2 separate regions of the Danio rerio genome follow, and region 2 is linked to region 1. A link is a contact called in public Hi-C data. All regions are on one chromosome and are shown on one strand. Each heading gives the region's core, a stretch centred on a gene start, on an enhancer-like site or on the middle of the called end of the contact. The rest is flanking DNA. Distances are from core to core; before and after follow the strand shown.

Region 1 (6,912 bases), core at 1,772-4,271:
TTTCTTTTCTTCTAGACAAAGTCTTTCTTTCATTCTCACATCACTGTCAATAAGATAATACACACAATAACACAAAGCCTTATGCAAAGGTGTCAAACTCCTAGAGGGCACAGCTCTGCACAGTTTAGCTTTAAGTACCCTAATTAAAACATCTGATCAAACTAATTGAGTCCTTCAGGCTTGTTTTAAACCTCCAGGTATGTGCATTGAAGCAGGGTTGGAACTAAACTGTGCAGGGCTGTGGCCCTCCAAGAACTGAGTTTGACACCCCTGGCTCATTTAACAAATTATTGAGTGTTTTTTTTTTTTTTTTACTTTCTTTGTAAAACATTAAAGATTCTATTTTACATACTATCTCTATTTAAAACTTTATTAGCAAAACATTAGCAAAACTATTTTTTGTTTTGTCGTTTGGCAATAAGTGTTCCTTAAAATATAGTTTGTTTGTTTCATAGAATAAATAAATAGGGTGAACTATACCTTTAAATTTGTTTATTACTGAGAAGGTGACATTTAATCTCACAGTTCTGAATTTTATCTCACAATTCAATACTGAAATGTGAGCTATACATTTAAAATACAAACTAAATATGGAAAATAAATAGGTTAATTTCACAATTGTCAGAAATCAATCCAGAATTGCAAGAATCTGACTTTTTCAATGTATCCTTTTCTTAAAATTTTAAGTTTAGTTTTCGCATTTCTTCGAATTTGTGACTATTTCAATTGCAAGTTTTTTTTTTCAATTTAGCAAAAATAATTTTCTCAGTAGCCAATAAACTCACAATTCTTTGACTTTTTCTTGTGATTCTTAGTTAATTTTTCACAATTCTGAATATTTATAACGCTGCTTCTTTTATCCCATAACTGTTTTTCCCCTCAGAATTCTGGGATTACAAAAATTCAAGTTCTTATTTGCAACCTTCTTTCTGACAAGTGCTAGCTTTTGTGCATTTGTGTAAAAAGTCAGAATAGCTCAGTAGTATCTAGATTAGGCATTAAGATTCTGACGGTATAATAACCTTGGATAAAAATATCACAAGTTCACTCTATTGGGATAACTGCTCTAAAATATATTCTTTTTGAATATCTGGGTATGAAACAAAACTTTTTTCCTCTTTGAACACAATATGTTTTACTTTGAAAAATTTATTTTGGTAAAGTAAACATTTCAGGCTAAATAATTTTAATGAATCATTGACTTCTGCTGTCTTCATTACGCCTGATTCACACAGGGCTTCAGCATTAATGCTTGACTGAGGGCGTGTTTGAAGTTGGGGCTGACGTGATCGTCATAGCAGCATCAGCCAATGAAATTAGTCAGCAATCGGCTACTGTCTGAGCTGGTGTATTTGCATACAGCAACCTGATTGGGTGATGCTTCCATTGGTGCTCGAAAAGATGAGAAAGTCCCAACATCTGCAGCCAGCACCGCCGCTGAAGCAGTGTCGACGGACCCAAAATACTGTATAATTCAGCAACGCTTGAAGTCACCCATTCAAAGTGAATGGGAAGCGTTGAGGCTGACGCCCTGTGTGAAAGGGTCGTTAATTTCAAAAACATTTCATTACAGATTTCATAACTATTTGAAATGGCATCTTTGGATATATTTTCTGCTGGAGATACTGTTCTCTTAAAAAACTTAAAACAAAATGTAAAAAAAAACCTTACATATACCTTATGGAATGGTATAGCAGAAACTTTTGGCAGTTTTAAAATCCAAACCGCAGTATACCTTGAAAACAGCCTAATCTGGACGAGACTTGAATTTGCAAGCTGAGACTTCTCATCTCAGACTTGCAATGTCAGACACAATCACTCAATGGTGCTAGTTACCTCAAAATGAAGGGTAGGGTTAGGGGCGGGGTTAGGTGTAGGCATTGAAAGCATTGCATGCAGCTCACCTTGCAACTGCAACAAAGTCTGCACCCAGACCCCTCTCGAATTGTGAGATGTTGTTGATATCTCATAGTTGGTGAAACATACACTTGCAGATTTGAAGAGAAATTTTTAATTGAATTGTTAACTTTAATTGGCCAGATTAAGAACACACTGGGCCCTGGGGCTATAGCAAACACCTGGGTCCCTTTATTCTACCACAAAAACGTTTTTCAAACATAAAGCCAGAAATATGAAGTTAGAATATTTCTATACTAAAATGAATGATCACCTTATAGCAACATAACATTATTAATTAATACTAAAAAAATATATTATTTCTATTAAACAAGTTCGCAAAGTGAAAGTGATATCAAAAGACTACAGGATTACAAGGCCTGGTACAACATGAATGTGGCACCAGTTTCAATTACAGTGGAGACTTATTGCCTAGACAAAAATTTGAAAATAGGAATAGAAAATACCTACGTCCTGATAACATTAATGCGCTTTAATACGCTAGAGTTCCTCAAGGCACCAGCAGTTTTTTTTTCTCTCGGTGGCCTGCTGTGCATCAGATCATCGACGCCCCCCCCCCCTCTGATGATTTTTGTCATGAGAGAGATCTTCTCAATTTTTAAGCCATAAATTTAATAGCATTCTTCCTCTTTCTTATTCTCTGCCATTATTCAATCTTACTGATCTCTTGAGTTGAGAAAAATACACTCTTTCTTTCGTCCTAAAATGAGTTCAGCGGGGACTTGCGCTTTGTAAGGGATGTTCTCAGAGCACTTTAATCAGCGGCCTGTATTTGCCTTTCTTCTGTCTCTAATCTCTGAACTTTGAGAGGCAATTACCAGACAAAACAAAGAGTCCTTTTTAATAAAAGAGAAGCATAGCACTCCTGCAAGTACTGTCATAAGCCCAGAAGGACACATTGGTGATGTTGATACAGGCAGGTGGATCAAAATATACAGCGCTGAGGTGAGAGAAGCCTGCAGGACTAGAAAATAACCCAACATTCATTTGTTTTCAGATGTTGTCTCCCGGGACCACTTTACAAATGTCAGCCCCGAGGCTTAGAGCGGACTCTGTCTCTGTAGCAATGAATGGAAAGGTCTGTCGGATGGATTTTTCGTTAAATGCGAAATGGTAGGACCACGACCCCACAAAACAAAAGCTGTCTGTAGATCCCCTAAACGCGTCGTTTAACACTACGAATGGCATTGTGAGAGAAGTCTTACCTGCAGTGTTTATGTTTGCTGCAATCCAAATTAAGCTAAAGCACTGCACTCTTGTGGTCAAACAACTCATAGCAAAAAAGTAGCCTATTTGGAAACTTGGGAAGTTGAAATAAACTATACACTATTATTTACTCCTAACTTTAAAATAGGCTATTTTTTAGCCTTCTTTTTTATAACTATGCTGGGTTTGTATTAATAAATAGGGGTGAGCGGGGACGAATTTAACGCGGGACGAAAGCAACAAAGCGATTTTCTCGAAGCCCTTACAACATTTTCTTTCCAGCGCATTCAGAATGCAACCCTTGTTGCAACTGCCAAAAATAAGTTTATTTCGGGACCTTATTTTTCCCTTCCACATTAGAGTTTGCAGTAATTCAGATGTTTAAAAAAATCATGCATATTGCCAAATAATAAAACAAATATTTAAAAATTATATACAATTGTAACTATTTGCATTGTTGGAACTGTAATTTAAAATGAAAACGCAGTTTAATATTTTTGCAAAAATAAAGGACTTGTTTGCAGTTGATATTAACAAGGTCACGGTCAGATATATTTAAAATAAACAAGATTAAGCCAGTAAATCTACTGTATTACCGTTGTGTTACTTTTGACCCACCCGTGTGTTACTTTTGACCCTGCGTATGGAGTCAAAAGTCAAAACTTTTGGTTAAAGTTATATGGAGTTGTTCTACAAAATAACACCTGATTTTGATAGACCACTCTTGTGAGTCAGTAACCACAGCAAAAATATATTTCTGCTAAAACATTATCTTTTAAAATCAGGTTTTAATGAATAATGTTACTTTTATCCCCACTCTCCCCTACGTAGCCCATAGACGGTGTTATGAATTTGTGACTATCAATTTATTTACGTTTTGACAGATTTTGCCTTAATTTTTCGAAACCAAAAATTATTGTGAATATCAAATTCTCAACAATGGTACCTGAAAAGTCTGTTTATTTAAAAAAAAAAATGAAAAAAAAAGAGTACCCATCGAGTTCACTTACAGTGTCAAGTGTCGTGCAGTAGTTACAGAGCATGAACTACAGAGGGAGACAAAGACCACTTGCTGATAAAACAGCTTTGCTTATTTGGAGTATTAAATATTTATTATCTAATTGTATGCAAACTATTTAGTGACTGCATGTATAAGGCAACACTTTATTATACAGTGTTATCCTAAAAAGTAGGCTACTTAACCCTACTTATATAAGTACATGTTGGTAGTTATTACATGTTTGTGAAGTCTAACCAATTTCAAGTGTATAGCCAAGATTAACACGAAGTCAATCTTTTGTATTTTGAATGCATTGTCTGGTTTATTATACAAGACAAGCTTTGACAAGTGATGATCAGCTCCATCATAACAGGGTAGAGCAAGCTGGCAATGACCTATATAAAACAGTGCAAAAGGCTAAGTTAACAGTGAGACAAGCCTGCACCACTGGAGAAAAAGATTATAAAATCCCACTCTAGAAATTCATAAAAGCAACAGTAGAATAAAGTAAACACGAACATGTAGTCAGTTGTTATTCTAACAAATAATTAGATTTTGTTGGTACTGTCAACATATCAGTCTATCTGAAATGAAAAAAAATATTTTAAAAATGTATATATAGATCTGAATATCGCTGAACAAAAACAAAAGGCTGCAATGTGGATAAAACTGCTGTCGAATCCAGTCAAAGAATGTCATAATTATATCATTGCTGCAAGATCGTTCAAAATGCAACCTTTCTGCAAATGCAATGACACCATGGGCCACATTTACTAAACAGAGAAGCTTTCTGCAGATGCTTCCACTAATGATAGGAAAATTATAGAACTTAGACCAAAAGCAGCTCACATGAAATATTATGTGGTTTGGTAATCAATATGTTAGAATTATGTATTTTCCCATAATCCAAGTAATAGATTGTACTGTAAGTCTCTCTACAACACATGCTTTCTGTTCTAAGTATTCTTCCAGCAGCTACAGCAATGAATCCAACATGTTAGGCATAAAATGTGTACCCACCCCACCCTTGCATTTTTTGGGGCGGTTAAATGATGGTATAATTAGCAGTCAGGCTGGTCACAAAGATTTTAAGCTTGATTTTTATTGTCAATTGTATTGTCAATTTTTTTTTTTTTGTTCATTTATTCACAATCAATCAATCTTATCTTGTCACTATTTTTATTTACATTAAATAATTGCAGTTTGTAAATTAGTTGGGAATTCCCAATTCATTGGGAATTGTTATTTTATTTGAACAGACCCTCTCTTAACATGCTCACAGCACTCATATTCTGACAGGCGTTTCGGCTAGAAAGCAGGATCGCGGAGGAAACTGAGTTGCATTGCTTGTCTTATTTCTACTTCTTTTAATAGTAATTTGATCAGCTGTAGTTTGAAATTACAATGTTTTCTCTTAGGGCTTATTATGCGGTCTCTGTCACCATCTTGTGCATAAACATCGTCAACTGTCTTTGCTCAATGACAGGCTAATGGCCGCTAATGCACTATATCTTAGAAATTATAAATAATTAGAAATAGGCACTAAAAAGTACATTATGTTGTCTAACAGCAGAAATGTTTGTAAAACTGTAGAGTGTCCTCTTTTTGTTGCTGTATGTCGGCGGAGTAATCGGCTATCAGCCAATCAGAGTCAAGAACCAGACAAAACTGTTGTGTGTGTGTGTGTGTGTGTGTAATATATATATATATATATATATATATATATATATATATATATATATATATATATATATATATCATTTTGAGTGAAAATATCCCTTTAATGTCAACAAAATCATTGCGCTGTTAGTAAATCTGGCCCATGCATTCAATCGCACAAAAACCATTCGCAACTGTACACAATATTTCCTCATTTACATACCACAGTTTCACTTATTATTAATCGCAAAGTTGCAAATAGCTGATTGACTTTAAGCATCTTTTCAAATAAATAACACAAAATACTATATTGAGAATCCTTGTATAGAAAACACGACAATAAAAACCAAGTTTCGTCTAATTCTATCAAAAGAGTAAGAACAGCGTATAACAAAGAGGGAAAGGCTCAGGTGGGAATCGTGATGACAGTGATTTAGAAAAGTGCGTGTGTAGGCAGTATGATAGCTCTTCAGCTCTTGTGTCTCTGCTAAGGCGAGAGTTGAGGACAGACACATAAAAATCCTAGTCAGTCTGAGATTAACCTCCGCTGAGACAGCGCAAGATAATGAACCAGTCCAGAGTTTCTTCCACACGTCACATTATCAAGACAACAGGGATTTGATTTGGCAGGTTTCCTGGTTTCTCAGAGCAGCTCTTGGAGAGATTTTGGAGGGCAGGATAAGAGCCTGCTCTTTATAAACCGGTTAATAAAAGTTGTCAGTACCTGGAAAAGAGAGGTTTTTAGGTTTGATTAGCTGGCAGATTTGTACCAAAAATAAAATAAAATAAAATAAATCATTGCAACTGAACTTTTATTTCAGATTTGTGTGTATACCAAAAAGCCAGGTGTATGTAGAAAAATCATTTGCATTTGATGACATACTTTAAAATTATTTAAGGAACAGTGCAGTAATCAAATTACTTAATAAATGTAATGTAATGATAACACAATATATATATATATGTGTGTGTGTGTGTGTGCGTGCGTGCGTGCGTGCGTGCGTGTGTGTGTGTGTACTCACTGGCCGCTTTATTAGAAACACCTGTCCAACTGCTCATTAACGCAAATTTCTAATCAGCCGATCACATGGCAGCCATTCAATGCATTTAGACATGTAGACATAGTCAAG
Region 2 (6,912 bases), core at 3,015-5,514, 85 kb after region 1:
AGAAAAGAGCATGGTGTGCATTCTGTTAAATCTCTCTCTTTTATTCATTCATTTTCTTTTTTGATTAGACCCACAGGGAGAACATGCAAACTCCACACAGAAAGAACAACACTTTATTTTATTACATGATGTAAGGCGTTTACTTTTTTTGGTTGAATATTGGTTAAAAATTTTACCTGGAGGGCAGGGTTCTGGTCGAACACTGCCAATGGGGCAGTAATGTCCTGCTGGACAGATATCACCAATGAACTGAAGGTGAGAATAGATATCCTCTGCTGAATGACCAACAGGTTCTTCGCAAACTGGAACAAAATTATTACCATTACAATCAATGACTAAAATGAACACTCAAGAAGCACCTAATGATTGTAAAAACCTAAGTTGGCCAGTATATGAAATAGTTCTTCTTGACAGCTGGTCAGTGACATGTTTTGAAAAGTTATGTCTGAGAATGTGGTATGGTTTAAAACAATTATAAAATTGCAAAGATTTCTTTGTAAATATCTATGAAAACTGATGCACTGCACTGAAATCTGAAGTGCTGCGTTTTGATATGAGCACCTCATGATGAAAGTGTTTTCCATTCTAAAGTTTGTAATGACAACACTTGTTAATGTTTGTTAATTATAATATTTTGTTAACAAAAGAGAAAAAAATTGAAGGCAGAAGTTTTCATTATGTATAAGGTTTAATGAAAAAAACAAAACGTAATTTTAAAAATGTCATTTTACTGTTGTTACATAAATATAATGAATATTATCGTTATGATCATTATGATTGTTATTGTCATTTTTGAAAAGATTTTATTATTAGCATCATCATAATCAATATTTATTACAATTATTATTATAATATTTATCATAATTTCTATATAATTACATATTTACTATTATCATCATTAGATAAATATAAATAAATATATCCAGTATATATATTGAATCTAAACATTGTAACCAGGGTGGTAATATTTACCTTTTGGAATATTTAGATATTTATATCTAGATATCGATATACAAATGTGACAAAATGTTAATTTCATTCATTCATTCATTCATACATGCAATTTCTTTTCGGCTTAGTCCCTTTATTAATCAGGGGTCACCACAGCGGAATGAACCGGCAACTTATCCAGCATATGATTTATGCAGAAGATGCCCTTCCAGCTTCAACAATATCAGATATCAATACACACTTATTCACACACATACACTATGGACAATTTAGCTTACCAAATTCACCTATACCTCATGTCTTTGGACTGTGGGGGAAACTGGAGCATCCGGAAGAAACCCACGTAAACATGGGGAGAACATGCAAACTTCACACAGAAATGCCAACTGACCCAGCCATGGCTCAAACCAGCAACCTTCTTGCTGTAAGGTGATTGTGCTACCCATTGCCCCACTGTGATGCCCATGTTAATATCAATACTTTTTTAATTATAATAACTTTTTAATGATGTAATGCAAATAAAGTTTGACAGATGCTAATATCACCACCCTGGTTACAATGTTTAGATTCATTACACTGTAGTGAGTGAAGAAAATAACCTGTGTTGTTGTAGTACTGCGGTGCAGGTGTGTGTGATCCTTGAACACAGTAGTATCCTGGACTGCAGGGCCCAGAGGGTGAAGTGAGGCCAGATTCAGCACAGTAATGTCCCGGAGTGCACGACTGACACATCTCTACAGATGCTGCTCCTATTCAAAAACACACACAATGCTAGTTTCAATCATCCATATTTAACAGCACGAGCATGCTACATCTGCTGGAATAAGACCTTCTAATGAGCCGAATGTGCCCAGAGGGCAGGGCTCCATATGGCTGGCACCCGCTGGGCAAAAGAAGCCAGGTGTGCATCTGCCTCCCGTTGAATCTCCAACTGGCTCTGAGAGCGAGGCACCCTGGGTACACACATAACTGCAAAATCCCAGAGATGAGCATGAGGAGACAGGCCTGTATTATTTGACAGGACATTAATAAGTCCACTCACCCTGGAGAACAGTTGCCTGTAGGGGCGTCCAGGCCAGAGGAGCTACAGTATTTACCAGGAGGGCAGGGGACACACTGATCCTTGCTGGACAGGCCCGGCTGACCATTAAAAGTGCCCACAGGGCAGGGGAAGTGCATGCCAGAGTCTGAGCCTGTTTAAAATAAAAGCAAGTATAGATTGAAGAAGCGTTGTGGTGTCTTGATCTGACACTCAGTGGTTTTGTCAGTACCTGGAGGGCAGTAATATCCTGCAGGACAGGGCACAGGTATAGAAGTTCCTCCTGTTACTGTGTCTGAAGCAGCACAAAAATATCCAGCTGGGCACAGCAAACATTCTGCCTGTGGACATAAAGCAGATACAGTTTTAATATTTAGGCTTGTGGTGCTTTTTACATTTCTGTTTTTCTTTTTGTTCTATTGACCTTATTCTTCATGTATGAGCAGACACAGCCATTGGAATCTTTTTGATTCGAGACTTCCATTCTCATTCAGCTACATTGATTTTTAGACATTAAAACAGCTTGTTATTGTTGCTTTTTTATGTTGAGATTTTCGTATTATATTTGTTGCTTGTGGCCTTCACTCCTGCCCACAATTATTACTTGCAATTAATCTTGTTTGTCTTTTTCCCTTTTCAGTTATCTATGGGTTGATTTGGTGGCGTCAGGCCTTTAAAATAGACGAAAGCAGACTTCTCTCGATTCCTCATTCCACCAGTTTTTGACGGCTTTATTGTTGTGTTCTCCTTTATACTTTACTTTTGGTATTTGTTTGGAGTGGAGAGTTCCAACCTGCTTTAGGTTTGTTTGGTTGTTATTTATTATGTTGTTAGCCTCTCTTGTCATGTTGGATTGTTTTGCTTGGTTATGTTATGTTATTGAATAATTTAGTTGGAGCACTTTGGGCGTTGTTTATTTACGTTACATTATGTTATGATCACGAGTCATATTTAAATTATGGCTGTGACACAATTGGGGGCTCGTCCGAGATCTCTATAATTTGTTTCACTTTGTTCTCTTTTGATACTGATCTTTTGTACAATGAACATTTATTCATTCATTTTCTTTTTGGCTTAGTCCCTTTATTGATCAAGAGTCGCCACAGCGGAATGAACCGGCAACTAATCCAGCATATATTTTACGCAGCGAACACCCTTCTAGCTGCAACCCAGTGCATGGAACATCTATACAACTTTATTCACATACATCCACTATGGCCAATTTAGCTTACCCAATTCACCTATATCACATGTCTTTGGATTTGTGGGGGAAACTGGAGCACCCAGAGGAAACCCACGCGAACACGGGGAAATCATCCAAACTCCACACAGAAATGCAAACTGACCCAGCCGAGGCTCGAACCAGTGACCATCTTGCTGTGAGGCGACATCGCTACCCACTGCACCACCTCATTATATTATAGTATATATGTGTATATATATATATGTTTATCTATAGTCATGAACACACTTGTTTGTAAAGCAAATAGTTTGAAAGATTTGTGCCATTTATTATTACTAGTAATTTCTACCATAGGTGACTGAATCGGACCTTCTTAACAATCTCAAACATGTGCGCATTTCCACATTGCAGAATAAGGTCAATACAGAACACATTAAAGTTGCTTAATTTGTCATTGAAAAGAGTAAATTGAAAATTTTTGGGATATCTACCAATGACATATTAGTATAATACCAAATATTAGTATGTAATTTTAATTAAAAACTAGTCAAAAAGTGATTTCCATAAACCATCTCCAACACAAATTACTGTTATTGATCATATAAATGTCGTGAAATTTTAATTTTATTTGTCAATTTTTTGATTGTTTATTAATCTTTTGAGTAAGCTTTATTTTTATTTGAGTTTTATTTTTACTTTAAGTTTAAGTTTTAGTTTTAGTAATTTTTGCTATAACATTTTGTACTTTTTGTATTTTTTTTTAAGTTAATCTAATATCTATATTGATACTTTATTTTATTTATTCTTTATTTCAACTCACAAAATAAATGCTATTAAAATAAATAATACTTATTTTTTATTATATTTAATCTTTATATAAATTAATTAGTAACACTAGTAATTAACATTAGTAATTAAGTAACACATTTCTATCTACAACCAAGCCTGTCTCTGAGCTAACCTGCCCATGGAGGTTCTGGTAAGTCCCAACTGGACAAGGGAACTGGACAGGACTGCCAGGTGGACACATATACCCTGATGAGCAAATGTAGTTGGCAGGCTGGCTGGAATTTTGACCCTGTGGACAAAAGTAGCCCATCTGACAAACATGAGAAGGAGAAGAGAGCCCCCTGCTGGAGCAAGCAAATCCTACAAAAAGAAAAAAATGCACAAATGAGCACAGGCCAAATACAGCGTCTGAAGTGCCTAAAGAACAGCACTGACCTGGAGGGCAAAGCAGACAGTCAGACAGCTTAGTGTTTCTGCTGCTGTTGCTAAAGTGGCCAAGTGGACATGGCTCCGGGGACGAAGACCCTACAGGACAATAGTGTCCTCGAGGACATTCACCACCTGCTCCTGCATTCACAGGTGTAGGGGACGTGGCTCCAGATAGACAAAAGTGTCCAGCTGCACATGGTCCAGACACAGCACTCCGTCCAGCAGACTCACAGAAGAAACCTGCCAGGAGGAGAGTTTGTTGGATATTTCTCTAAGTTTTGACAGATGCTGAAAGCACAAGAGGCAGTAGCTGAAAATGGTGTGACTCCAATGCTGAGAGAAAGTAGGGCAGCATCACCCTCTGAGAATAAGAGATGCGTAACTCTGAGAAATGACTCGATAGGAGTTCAGTCGACTGTAGAAATGGTACCTGAAGGGCAGGGTAAACAGTCTTCACGGCTGGCCATCCTCATATGGGGATTAATAGTCCCTGCTGGACAGGGGTGCTGATTCTGTAGATGAGTGCCCATAGGGCAGTAATGGCCCATTGGGCATTCAATGCCCTCCGATGATGAACCATTGGCAGGACAGTAGTAACTTTAAGTGAAAAGGCATAATTTTAAAAACACAATAATGTTAGTTTCACACTCACTTGATTTCATCAAACTATGGTTCATTTGCACTCATCTCATCACAAATGTACACACAGCATGGCAGAAAGCAAAACATTGGTAATATATTGTGTTTGCAGTGACATTCTAGACTTCTGAGGGCCTTAAGCAAAGGTTTAGGTGGGCATAAACACAAAATGATTAACAACCCCTTAATAAGCAGATTTGTTGTCAATAATCAAAAAACGAACATTAGAAAAACAGAATAAAAAAATTAAAACTAATTTTATAATATAACTTATTAAAAATAATAATGCGCTATACAGACATCGACTCCAGCAATTACATGTAAAAATAAAATGCTGCTTGGTCTACATCACAGTATGATCTAAATATACAGTGATAGTTATTAAGTGAAGAGCAGTGAATGACACTTGTTCACTTAAGAACTCATTCAACTGAGTTTAAATGAAGACCAAGTTTCACTCTGTCTCGTATTATGAGCATAGAAGCCATTGGGAACAATGTCTCTTTTTTAAGATCAAGCACATTAATCAGTCATGTAACAACAACACATGATTGGACAGATTTAAAGATTGCGTAGGAAGGGCAACAGTGGGTCACTTTGAACAAATAGCATGAAATGCAGTATCAAGTTTTCATAATCCCTGAGAGCCAAAAACTAATTTATATACACGACATACGCACAAAATGAGGGTGGAAACATGAGTATGCCACTTCCCCACGCAAAGGTTGTGATCTATAAAGTAAGTAAGCTCTGAGTAAACATAACCTAACTTAGATATTGACTTAATTGAGCCACTTTAATTCATCATATAAGCCATAATCATTATTAAATAACTAAAGATTTATTCTGGCATATGTTCACGTTTAAGAAAGTTTCTGCGCAGTTTTATAAAGGAGACGCCTGGTCAGTAAAGATTTTTTGAGAGAAGGCTGACCCTAGCTGCACTCTGTGTGTTTTATTTTTAATTTAGTGTGCTTACACAGTTGAAGTCAGAATTATTAGCCCTACTTTAAATTTGTTTTTCTTATTTAAATATTTCCCAAATTATGTTTAACAGGGCAAATAAATTTTCACAGTATGTCTGATAATATTTTTCCTTCAGGAGAAAGTCTTATATGTTTTATTTTGACCAGAAGAAAAGCAGTTTTGAACCATTTTTATAAGATTATATTATATAAGGTTTATAAGGTTAATAACCATTTTAAAGGTTAAAATTATTAGCCCTTTCAAGCTAGTTCTTTTTCGATAGTCTACAGAACAAACCATGGTTATACAATAACTTGCCTAATTACCCTAACCTGCCTAGTTAACCTAATTGACCTAATTAAGCCTTTAAATGTCACTTTAAGCTGTATAGAAGTGTCTTGAAAAATATCTAGTCAAATATTATTTACTGTAATCATGGCAAAGATAAAACAAATCAGTTATTAGAGATGAGTTATTAAAACTATTATGTTTAGAAAGGTGTTGAAAAAAATCTTCTCTCCGTTATTATTAAATTGGGGAAAAAAATAAACAGGGAAACTAATAATTCTGGGGGGCTGATAATTCTGACTTCAACTGTATATCCACAACACTATGTGTGTAGCAGGAAGGCTAGCAAACAGACTCTTTTCTAATTGTGAGCCATTCATTCCCTTGCCGCCATTGTGATTTTACACTCATATAAATTAAGTTCCAGTTTAGCTAAACTCACACAGATGTGCTCTTGATTGTCATGCAAACCACAGCAGTTACCAGTTTCAAACTATACAGGCAATGTGAAACAGTCTTATTTTAAATGTTAAGCACGGTCATGTACTGTATATACTGTGAAAGTATATGTACCCTTGGGGACAGAGACTGCAGCTGTTCTGTCCCTCTCTGCTGCTGATGGAGCCTT

The links. A called contact is a pair of places that touch in the nucleus more often than the background predicts.
Region 2: a contact with region 1 is called in a Hi-C map of embryo, with 1.8 times the contacts expected there. The contact joins two enhancer-like sites. A contact is called at or near these places in 4 of 18 Hi-C or Micro-C datasets (caudal fin, embryo, hematopoietic stem cells and 1 more).

The regions. Positions count from the first base shown.
Region 1 is chr15:24,593,755-24,600,666 of GRCz12tu, forward strand. It overlaps a transcript of scn3b not described here. Among named protein-coding and RNA genes, the nearest start is that of scn3b, 17 kb to the right of the region's middle. Within about 2 kb of position 3,022, at least 3 of the 62 cell types and tissues checked have an H3K27ac peak or open chromatin away from gene starts, as enhancers often do.
Region 2 is chr15:24,677,092-24,684,003 of GRCz12tu, forward strand. It overlaps si:ch211-286b4.4, which reads right to left. Exons shown (of 105, transcript XM_073923669.1): 44 at 6,858-6,912; 45 at 4,822-4,988; 46 at 4,398-4,631; 47 at 4,135-4,322; 48 at 2,223-2,331; 49 at 1,994-2,144; 50 at 1,781-1,920; 51 at 1,551-1,700; 52 at 177-302. Among named protein-coding and RNA genes, the nearest start is that of si:ch211-286b4.4, 47 kb to the right of the region's middle. Within about 2 kb of position 4,265, at least 3 of the 62 cell types and tissues checked have an H3K27ac peak or open chromatin away from gene starts, as enhancers often do.